Linked DNA regions of Rattus norvegicus: region 1 is linked to region 2. The links are chromatin contacts, called in public Hi-C maps. All regions are on one chromosome and are shown on one strand. The core of a region is the stretch at or near the end of the contact, and the rest is flanking DNA. Distances in the headings are between cores, read along the strand shown. Region 1 has its middle 170 kb from the start of Mir3072. Region 2 holds the start of Dlk1 (delta like non-canonical Notch ligand 1).

The links. Hi-C and Micro-C count contacts between places; a contact is called where the count stands out from the background.
Region 1: a Hi-C map of Schwann cells shows a contact between it and region 2, with 4 times the contacts expected there. The contact joins the enhancer-like site here to the promoter of Dlk1 in region 2. A contact is called at or near these places in 3 of 12 Hi-C or Micro-C datasets (the Rat2 cell line, Schwann cells and hepatocytes).

The regions. Positions count from the first base shown.
Region 1 is chr6:134,755,491-134,761,273 of GRCr8, forward strand. No RefSeq gene overlaps it. Among named protein-coding and RNA genes, the nearest start is that of Mir3072, 170 kb to the left of the region's middle. Within about 2 kb of position 1,796, at least 7 of the 93 cell types and tissues checked have an H3K27ac peak or open chromatin away from gene starts, as enhancers often do. A contact at or near this core is called in Schwann cells, where this site is marked.
Region 2 is chr6:134,189,074-134,194,376 of GRCr8, forward strand. It overlaps Dlk1 (delta like non-canonical Notch ligand 1), which reads left to right and starts at 3,524. Exons shown (of 5, transcript NM_053744.2): 1 at 3,524-3,726; 2 at 4,974-5,037. The coding sequence starts at 3,660.

The sequences.
Region 1 (5,783 bases), core at 546-3,045, 560 kb after region 2:
TTACCCCTTTCCCTCCAGTGAGGACTCAGAGAGACAGGGCTACATCTCACAGAAGACCCCAACCAGTACCCCACTTGCCAGCTCAATCTTCACCTTCCAGTTGCCAAATGCCTGGTGCTTATGGGGCCTCCTGGTTATGGATACTGGCTAAGACCACTGGTATTGATCTCTGGTCTTCCTCAGCTCTGCCTATCTTCCCTTCAGCCTTTCCTTAGCCCCGCCCCTCACCCCCTCAGTATCCTCTCCTAAGGCCCACCCACTTTCCCTTAGCCCCGCCCCTCATCACTCAGTACCTCCTCTCCTCAGTCCCATGTTTTCCTCTTCAGGCCCACCCACTCTCATCTACTGAGTCCGCTGAGGAACAGACCCTACAGAGAACTCTTACAGCCTCTGCCCACTGCTCTTGTTTCCCATGTCAGAGATTCACCACAGGTGCCAGGAATCAAAGGACTCTGGGTCTATCTCAGCCACCAGAAATCAAGATGTCCCCTGAAATCTTCTCGGTGTACGTGAGGCTCAGGGTCTTTGACAAGAAAATAGGTGGGAAGCAAGCAAGCTTTATTAAAATAAGATATATTTATTTTTATGTTTTATATATACATATATAAAACATATAACATATTATATGTTATTACATATACATATTATATATGATATATATCATATATATATATATATATATATATATATATATATATATATATATATATATTGCAAGTGTGCCTGATACCCAAGAAGGCCAGAAGAAGGCATCAGAGCGTCTGGAACTGGAGTTACACATGGTTGGGAGCCACCACGTATGAGATAGGACTAAAGCATGGGGCCTCTGGAAGAGCAGCCAGTGCTCTTATCCCCTGAGCCATCTCTCAGCTCCCAAACCTGGTTTTCATTTGGGCATTTTGACCCTAGCTCATGGACTTCTGCCAAATCTTGCAGCTTTTCAGTTGCACAAGAACAATGTCTTAAAACTTTTGTACGACTTTTCTAAAACTTAAAAAAAAAAAAAAAAAAAAAAAAAAACAACCCTGGCCTTCTCATTTCTTTCAGGCACAAACCCTGAAGGAAGGAAAAAGCAACCCAAAACCTAAACCAAAACAAACAAACAAACAACAACAAAACAAACAATAACAAAACCCCGTAAGTAACAACAGTCTTCCTGGTAGAAAGTCAGGCCTTGGGCGGAGGTGATCCATTTCAGGCAAGGACTAGGTCTGTACCCTGGGACCAGCTACACCTGAAGTTTGGCTCTCTACAGTCCCTGAGCATCCTGGGGCTTCAGGGATCTGGGAGGCAGAGGGGAGGCAGCCTATTGAGACACCACAGGAAATCCTATATTATGGGATGCAGGGGATTGCAAACTACCTGCTAAGTGACCAAGCCAAGACCCCAGAAAGTCCCCTCCTGCCCCTCACTCGTCCATCTGTCTGTCAGCAAGTCTTGGCTTTGAGTCACAAGTTCGGCCCACCTTTTGCTCTGGGTTGGGAGGACTTTATGATTTTTAGCCAGGCGGTCGGTGGACGGTCCCTTTCCTGAGCCCTCTACACATTGGGTGGCTTTCCATCTGCCCCCGTCACCCCATACCTCAGGATCTTTATTTGTAGACTTGTTCACAGAGCCATTGTGCTGGGTTAAAATGCAGTTTTCAGAAAGGCTGTCTAGATCCCTGATGGGGGTGTGATTTATTAACATGTGAATGGCCTCTGTCGCTGGGAAATCAGAAGAATTTTGACCTTGCCAGTACAGCCTGGCCCCTTCTCCCCACCCCAGGAGAAGCTTTCCCTAACCGTCTGGGCCTAGCGCTTTTTATGATGCAGATTTCGGAGGGCGAACACAAAGAGAGGGTCTACAAGGGCAGAGGCAGGGGTGGCACGGGGGGTGGGGGGGGGGAGTAGGCTATAGTGCGGAGGGTGGGAGGCAAGGAAGAAATGGGGTGGGGATGGTCAACACAGCACGTAAGGGTGAACTCCAGGGTTCTGCTTTGGTGTGGAGAAATGTGGAGAAAGGGCTGCGAAAGCAGACAGGAACTGAAAACGAAGTCCGGGGGCGGGGCGGCATCTACCTCTATCACAAAGAATCCGGAGTGAGAGAGGGGTGGGGTTGGGGAGGCAGGGATCAAGGAGGGTTGTGCCAGTGCCAGGGTCTCTCTGCAGGCTTCTAAGCCGGAGGCTAGGTATGTGTGAGGCTTTGCTGGGTGCAGACACCGGCATTTCTCAGCCTGCCAGCGGGGCGGGGTTCCAGCTTCTTCCTTGGTCCCTGGTTGCTCTTCTAGTCAGTTAGGCCCGTGGGGTTCACTGTCCTACACCCAGTCTCCTACCTCCTCCCAGGGAGCACCTGTGGTTCCTTGGGCACCGAGGCTGCTTGTGCGCACAGAGTGGTTGCTGTGAGAACCGGGAATATATTTGCTCCTTGGGAAGAAAAGCTAGACTTGTCACGGGAAGGATTGCACACAAAGTAAGCCAAGCATGGGGCTGAGTGCAGAGAGGGCCAAGGCCCCTCCCCGGGAGAAGCTGTCCAAGTGAAGAACTGCCCGCAGAGTCCACAGAGCAAGAATATATTGTCCATTGGCAAAGGAATATGTGGGAAGGGAAATGGTGCAAACATTCTCAGCACGTGCAAAGGCCCTGGGGCAAGAATATGTGTGTCCTGCGGGTAAAGACTCCAATATGGCTGAGGCATTGTGTATGAAGCCCCAAGTAGAGGGAACACTGGGTTTTACCATAAGATCTTGTTCAAAATTTGATTTTGACAGCTACTGCAAGGAGTAGTGAAGCCAGGGAGTCTTCCAGGCTTCTTCCTCTGTCAAGGTGCACTCGAGGGTGTGTGTGTGTGTGTGTGTGTGTGTGTGTGTGTGTGTGTGTGTGTGTGTATGTGTGTATGTGTGAACTCTGGGACATTGAGGCAGAATCCTTTCTTTGGCACAAGACCCCTTTGCCCTTCACCCCTGACTTTGTCCCAGTGCTGCCAAGGAAGCTGGGTGGCACAGCGGGTTGCCTGTGCCTGAGTGAGGACCTGTGGTTGCAGAAACAGCTGGAGGGAAATCAATTTGTTCTTTGCTACAGTCAGACATGAACCAATTAGAGCAGCCCCGTGGGGCCTCTGTGCTCAGGGAAAGTGAACAAGCCAGGACCTGTTAATCCCTGCTCCTACCTTCCACCAGGCTGCAAAGTGAAGGGTGCTTGCCGGAACCAAGACGAGCCTGTTCCCTCCTCACTGCTACCCTGGCACACACTGTACCTGATCTTTAGCTGTACCCAATGCCCAGGGTCTGGGTGATTTCAGAGGTGCATCGGGGCTGTGCACAAGGTGGTCTGAAGAGCACCCACCTCAAACCCCCAATACCAGGATGGGCCTCCATTCTCCGGGCATCCATCTGGGCCACCTGCTCCACCCATACTTGGCAGAAGAGGTGCAAGACGGGATTTTGGATCTCTCTTTGTGCCACGTGGGCCTTAGACAGAGGGGCCCAGGGACAGCTGCATCAAATATGTTGAGGAGGCTCTGCCAGGAGTTTTCAGGGTTAAATAAGACACCCTCAGCGGGGATGCAGCTGAGGTTAAGGAGAGTCAGGGGCTGAGACTTCCCGCTGTGGGGCTGCCTCGCGCCAGTCCTATCAGTGTCTGTGAGAACTGGAGTATGTTAGGTTCCTGCCTCCTTGTTGTTCTATGTCCAACAAATGTCCCTCATGAGGGACAGGGGCTTCCAGGTGGCACTGGAGCCCCCCCAAACCTCTATCATGACAGTTCTTCCTCTGTCCACTCACCATGGTGTTCTGCCCCTGCTAACTTCACCCCTACCAGCTGAATCTATGTCCCTAGCCAGCCCTAGCCCACCCTGTGGCTCCAGGCTGTCGGCAGTCTCTGGATATGAGCCTCCCCTGTGAGGCCCCCTCAGGGGCTGTGAGCTAGTTTTCCAGGAAACAGCATATGCAGGCCAGAACAGTTCCTGCTGCTTCCTGGAACTGGCCTTCTAAGAACTGGAGCGGGTGAACGTGGGGTGGGTGGCTACGGAGGGGCTCTCTGCTTCCTCCAGGTACGTGTGCAGGTATGTGTAGAGAGTGTCCTCTGCTGTTGGGAGCAGTGGATGCCCTCCAAGCTCTGCTACAGGCTGTTCCCAGCACTCCTCTAGCCTGAGTTTTAGGGGTGGGGGCTATGACTATGGTGTAGGGCTCCTGTCACTGAGCTCAGCTGTCTCCTGCCCTAGCCACTTCCCAAGCGCCTCCTGCTGGTCAAGTAAGCACTTGGGCTGATCCTGGTACTGGGTTTCATCTCAATGTAGAGGGAAGGTGTCATGCATGTATGTCACCTGTATGTGAGTCACCTGTATGTGAGGCATCAGGTGTGCTAGCTGCCACCCTGGTGTTAAAGGGGATTGTGAGCTCCGTGCAAAGGGCTGCCCAGTGCCTGCAGAAGAGAGCTGATGTGGTGATGGCTTGGTGAGGGGCTCAGGGCAGGGAGGCACACAGCTGGGACAACAGAAGAGAGCCTGGGGCCTGAGACCTGAGGCTGGAGGTCATCGGGGATCATGGAAGAGTCACTGTGAAGGTCAAAGTGAGAATCAGAGAGACCATGAAGGAAGATCTCAATGCACAGTGGGGATGCCTGGTCTCAGGCATTGTGCTTGAAGGAGGTTATAGGGGAGGGTCAAGCCTAGCTTGACCCTGTGGTCGCAGGCATACTGCATCTCGAACTGGGATCCTTAGAGGCCTGAGGTTGACCGAGAGGGCGTGAGATCTGAAGATGAGGGCCTTGGAGCACACACAGCTGCTGCGTGCGTACCCTGCTGGACAGCGAACAGCGGGGTCTTAGGCTGGCTTCCAACCTCCTCCCTGCTCTGGGGACCAGCTGCAAACCTCAAAGTACACAGCAAGGGCGGAGAGATGGCCTTGGCCCAGAACCTATGCTCAGTACTCACAGCTTGGAGTGGAGGGAAGGAGACCTGTCAGCATGGGGCATGACTTTCTAGTAATCTCTGTCGAAAGAAAAATGGCAATGGAGTCCAAGCCCAGTGAGGCCACTCTAAGGCAGATGCACAGAGAAGCACACCCAGCGACACACATACTAGGAAACACCACTGGGAGACGCTTGTGCATGCAAACAGAGGCTGTAAGCACTTGGATTGATCCTGGTACAAAGTGGATACAGAAAACACTCGTTCCCCACGTGTGTCGGCAGAGACATGGCAAGTGACACATGTCCCCAGCTGCTGGGAGACTATGCCTGGCCCTGACATCCCAGGGTCTAGGTGTGGAGGGCAGGAGGGCTCCTCACCCTCCACAGTTGCCACCCTGAGCTCCGTTTCCCTGCTATAGGAAAAGTAAGAAGAAATAAGGACCGTCCCGGGGGGGGGCCGAGACCTGCTTCCAAAGGAGGCTGTGAAGTGGGTCTGAGGAGAAAGCGCCCTCAGCCATGCAGCCTGCCACCAGCGTCAAACCTGTGGAGGTGGGGGGCCTGGGCCTAGGGGATGAAGAATTGAGGAGCAGAATCAGAGTTATCTGGGACCCATTTGCCAACCTGCCTACCTGCCTTGTTGGACCCAGTTAGGGATGAGACCTGTGGGGACCTCACAGCCAAGAGGGTCTCTCCAGAGCACAGCCGATGTACATGTATGGAGTCTGAGAGCCCAGGGTTGGCTCTGAGAAAGGTGATAGTGATGTCGGCTTGGGAAAGCATTCTCCAGAGGCCAAGGTGTGGGGAGACCAGAGCTTTGGACCTCCTCCACGAGCATGTGGGTGGTAAGCATCTGTGAACCCGACTTGGATATTCACACGGGTCTCCTAGTTGCTG
Region 2 (5,303 bases), core at 2,274-4,773:
TGCCTGCCTCACCCCTGTGAGTCCAGGGGTCTGAATGCAGACGCCAGAGAAGAGGAGGGGGCTGAGGAGGGATGTTCAGATAGAGGAGCAGGGCGTGGCTCCCAGCCCCCAAGATCTGCTTGGCAAAAAAACGGCAGACTGTGCCGACTTCTCCCCAAGGGATTCGATTGGCATTTTCTGTGCAGCCTCTGAGCCTGTGACAGTCTCCAACCTCCCCTCCCTAGTGCTCCCGTCTCACTCATTTGTTCTCAGCGGCGTAGGCTCATTATACAGACATCTTCAGCCCGCAGCATTAACAAACGTTTTTATTGAGACCAGAGCAAACCCTCATAAAACTCCTGGGCTTGTGCGTCCTGAAAGAGGAAACTCCCCACCCAAAGCCACCCTGTAGGGGCTCCAAAAGAGGACTCTGGGTGCTTCCCTCCGAGATCCCTCTAGCTTTCTGGCGCTGAAGTCCAGCCCTGGCTGTGGCTGGACCTTTTAGGCACCGAGCTTTCTGCTTACAAAATCCTGAGGTCTTTTCAGTGACAGGTGTGTGATCCCTGCTTAGAGATGTGGAAACATGGCTCGCAGAAGGGGGTGATGAGCCAGCACCCTCTCAGCAGGCACGGGATGGATCTGGGGTTGGAAATCAAGTTCTCATCAGCCAAAGGAGTGCCCTTTAGTTTAAACCCCTGACATTTAGGCACCTAGGCTGTGCCTCTGACTTGCTTTCCTTTCCAGCCCTGGGGAGGGCAGAGTGTAGAGGGGCTTAGGAAGGGGAAGGAGTCTAGGTGAGGGACTCACCTCACTAATCTGGGGCTTCTTGTGCTCTATGTACCCCACTTTTTTCCTGCCGCCTTAAGCAGGGGCCTTTATCCCAGGGACCCAGCTCCAAGATCCTCTGATCTCTTTGGCTCTGGCTGAGAACCCAGCCCCTCCGGTGTGCCTGCCCTATTGCACTGCTTAGGATAATTTTGGAGGCTGAGGTCAGGGTATTTGGAAGGAAGGAAGAAATGAAGAAGAGCCAAGGAGACCTCGGTGATCACCAAGGAGGGGACAGTGGCACCTGTCAGCCACTCTCAGTTTAAACAAGGACCTGTGGGATTGGGGGGGGGTCCGAACAACACCTCCCCTAACAGAAATACTTGCTATGTTAGCCTCAGTTTATTAAGGACAAGAGGATAAGGGAGTCAATGGATCCACACCAATTCAGGGGAACCCTGACTGCTTCCTCTAGCCTACTCAGGGGCTTTTTCTTCCAGCCCTCAGTCACAGTTTCTGCAGAAAGCACAAGAAAAGAACATTACCCCAATTCTTTCAGCCTCAACTCTAGCCATGTGCCCATTCCCAGCTTTCTGACCTAGGGGTTCCCATTGTCTGGCTTCCAATCCCCTAAAATGGCAAAACTCTTCCAACCTGCTTTGGCAAGGTCATATGCCACCACCCCCTACCTTGGGCTGAAGATGCCCCCCCTAGATTCAGAGTTAAAGCTCCTTGCCCTATGTGAGGAAAAGGAAGAAGCCATATATTAAAAAACATTTTCTTTCTTTCTTTATATTTCATTTTATTTAAAGATGTTTTTCTTATGCATATAAACATTTATATGTGTGTATACTACACGTGTGTCTGGTGCTCTTGAAACTGGGTCTACAATCAGTGGTGAGCTGCCCTGTAGGTTCTGGGAATTGAACCTGGGTCTTCTGGAAACACAATACATGCTCTTTACTGCTGAGTCGTCTATTCAACCTCCACATTAAAAAATTTTTTTTATTTACATTTTATTTTATTTTTTATTTTAAAACATTTATTTGATTTTTTACATTTCTTTTTTACATTAGAGACAGATGTGTGTGTGTGTGTGTGTGGTGTGTGTGTGTGTGTGTGTGTGTGAGAGAGAGAGAGAGAGAGAGAGAGAGAGAGAGAGAGAGAGAGAGAGAAGAGTCATGTACTGACCAGACAGGACAACAGTCTCAGTCTCTCTCCTTCCACCATGTGAGGTCTGGAGATTAAATTCAAGCTGTCAGGCTTGGTGGCAGGCACCTTTATGGTTTACCAAATGAGCTACATCAATGACTCTATTTACATTTTATTTAAGGGGTTTCTGTGGGGATCAAAGGACAACTGCAGGAGTTAAGGATCAAACTCAAGTTTGGCTGCAAGCACCTTTACCCAGTGAGCCACCTCCCTGGCCCAGTAAATGTTATCAATTCACTTGGCTTCTCCTCCTTTTTGAGCCTCAGAATGGAAAATGGGGGCTTCCCAGCTGAGTAAAAGGCTCTGAGCCCTCGCTGGAGGGGATAGCAGGAAAAAGGGATTGCCCCAGGGACCTGGTAGAATCAATAACCCCCCCCACTCCCATCCTCTAAGCCACCCCTGGTTGAAAGCCACTGTGTGTGTGTGTGTGTGCGTGCGTGCGTGCGTGTGTGTGTGTGTGTGTGTGTGTGTGTCTGTCTGTCTGTCTGCCTGCCTGCCTGCCTGCCTGCCTGCATTTGACAGTGAACATATTGGCGAGACTGTCAACATGTGTGACTGTGAACAAAGATGAATCGGATTGTGTGTACTTTGGTGTAATTCGTGTGTTGGGTGAATCTGGGACAGATTTGGGGACTGGGCATAGGTGTTGCTCTCAGGTGTGTAGCTGTACATGTTGGAAAGAATCACTGCTTTTATGTTTCAGCATGATAAGGCCCAGACTGTGATGGTGGTACCTGCGAGAGGAGGAGGGGTAGGGGGTGACGCACGATGTCGTCGGTGTTTACCAGTGGTCTCCTGTGTTTACAGGCGGGCTGCGTAGAGGGGCGGCATAGGCAGGAGGACTCTCAGTCTTTCATAGCTGGTGCTTCCCCTGCTTGGAGCAGATCGGACAGTGTTCCTGCTGCCCTGGTCTGTGACCTGTGCCTCGGGAGCAGGCATTAAGGTTTGCCTGTGTTGAAAGGTGTGTTTGGGTTGGGGGTCTGTGGAGCAAGTGCATCTGCACCTTCCCCAAACTCCACAATGGCAAGGCTCGTCGGAGGGCTTCGGCTTTTCGTGGTGGTTTTCGTGTGTGCATCTGTGATCATGTGCGTCTTTCACATCTTCGTGGTGTGCGTTTGGGTCCTCCTGGGCTTCTGACCCGCGCCATGTGTGCGCGGGACTCCAGCCCTAAGTGTCTTACTGTGTTTTGTGAGCGTTTTGTATTCTGGGTGCGTACGAGGGCTTTCGCTCGCCTGGCTTGGTTCCTGAGACTTGCGCTAAGCGGGCCTGTGCGAGCGCCGCCACCTCCGCCTCCAGCCGCGTGCTGTCCTGTGTGCGGACCGCGTGCCCATCGTGCGCAGGTACCCGTCTAGCCAAAGAGTGCAGCCGCGTGCGCGAGCCGCTTCCGGGCGCCGCGGCGCTGGGGGGCGGCCCCGCCAGGGGGTGGGTCACCGGGACTGGCCGGCGCCTGCCCCGTGCGCGCGAGGCGTGGGCGTGGGCGGGGGCCGCGGGGGGGTACGACAGTACGAAAAGGCGGCGCGCGGGCCGCAGCGGCAGCTCCTCGGCAGCCGCACTTAGTAGCGTGCGCCCCGGTGCAACCCTGGCTTTCTTTCCGCTGGACACCCGTGCCCCCTTCGTGGTCCGCAACCAGAAGCCCAGCGCAGCCCCCGGAGCAGCCCCTGCACCGCCACCGCTACCCGGACCACGACCCAGGCCGCCCCGAGATGATCGCGACCGGAGCCCTCCTGCGCGTCCTCTTGCTCCTGCTGGCTTTCGGCCACAGCACCTATGGTGAGCCCCCCCTGGCGGTCTGGCTTGCGCCCCCTCTGGGGAAGCCTGCGATGCCCCGCCGACCACCCTGCCGACCATCCCATTCTCCCTGTCCCGTGCGCCCCAAGTCCCGCCCGTCCCGCCTAACCCTAAGCCCCGCACTGTGCCACTCATCCTCCCTGCGCCACTCTTGCGTGTTGAGCCCAATCCTGGGGTCCCAGGGTTTGTGGGAGGTGGAGGGTCCCAGCCCCTTCTCGCCCGGCAGAAGTGGCGTTCAGAGGGGTCTTGTTGCGCGGATTGAGAAGGTATGGAAAAAGGAGACTGCACTGGGAGGTATTCTATTTAAGGGGAAAAAAAGAGCTGAGGTGCAACTTTGTGGGTATCTGTCATGGAATATGTGTTTAGGAATAGGCCTTGGGGGCTTTGGGGGATGACTTTGCAGCCGTAGCCCCCAATTTCCAACAGGAGCACAGCTGGAGCCCCTCCTGCGTGGCGCATTTCTCTAGGTGAGGGGCTGCGACACTTCTGTCTGCAGAGGCCATGTGTCTCTGGCAGAAGAGAGTTGCCCCCTTCCCGCAGCGACCCCAGCTCTTAGTGCGCCAGTAGTTGTGAGTGGGGGTCGGGGGATGTCTGGGAAGCCTGAGAACTGGTTGAGTAAATGCATACAGTAGGTGTCTATTAAAGTGTCAGACTCCCTTAAGAGCGTTGGAATCTCAGAGGCCCTGCAGAGCTGTTGCGCAGTTCTTTTAATGTGACCAGTGCGGGGGCAGGAGAAGTGGGGGAGAAAGGATTTGGTTGCCTGGTTTAACTAGGGTTAATCTTGGGGTAAAATCTAGCTGCTTCACCTGTGAGCTAGGCAGGTGGGCTTGCCTGGGCTTTCTCAAACACCTCAAAATCTCCCCTTTAGGTCACTTTCAAATGGGGGCCTTGACAGAATGACCAGGGGTCAAAGGCTACCCCTTCATTGTCCCTCATTCCTACTTTTAGGGGTCTGGGGGCTCTTTTTTTCTTTGGGGAGAAAGGTGTCTGCTGTGGACTTGGAGAATCAGGGGGATGCTGTGCTTAGCCCATGGCTAGGAGCAGGCAAGATTGTTTTTCTGGGTAGGTATCCACAGATAAGAAATGCCTACTGTGTGCCAGGCTGGCAGGACCCAAGAGGGTCTTTGGAGCCCCTGCTGAGGGGCAGCAGGCCATCTGAGGGAAGATGGTGTTTGTAGTGTCCTTTAGGCCTTGTGGGGTGAATTGCGTACCCTTTTTCTCCTTCTCAGGGGCTGAGTGCGACCCGGCCTGTGACCCTCAGCATGGATTCTGTGAGGCTGACAATGTCTGCAGGTAATGGAGAAAGCTGTTTGGGGGGGCCATGGTGGGGGTAGGATCCTGTGGAGTCTTGGAGTCAGGCTGGAAGGAGGGGGTGCTTTTCCAAAAAAAAAAAAAAAACTGCGTCACAGCTTTCTTGCTTCTGCAGAAAACTGGGGGGAGGGGGGAGAAGAGAGAAGGAGGGGTGCAGGAAGGAGGGGGATCAGAAGAGTGCCTTGCAGGGGGAGACCACTGTAGACCACTGCACCAAATGGGGTTCCTGTGGGGGTCTGGTAGACCCT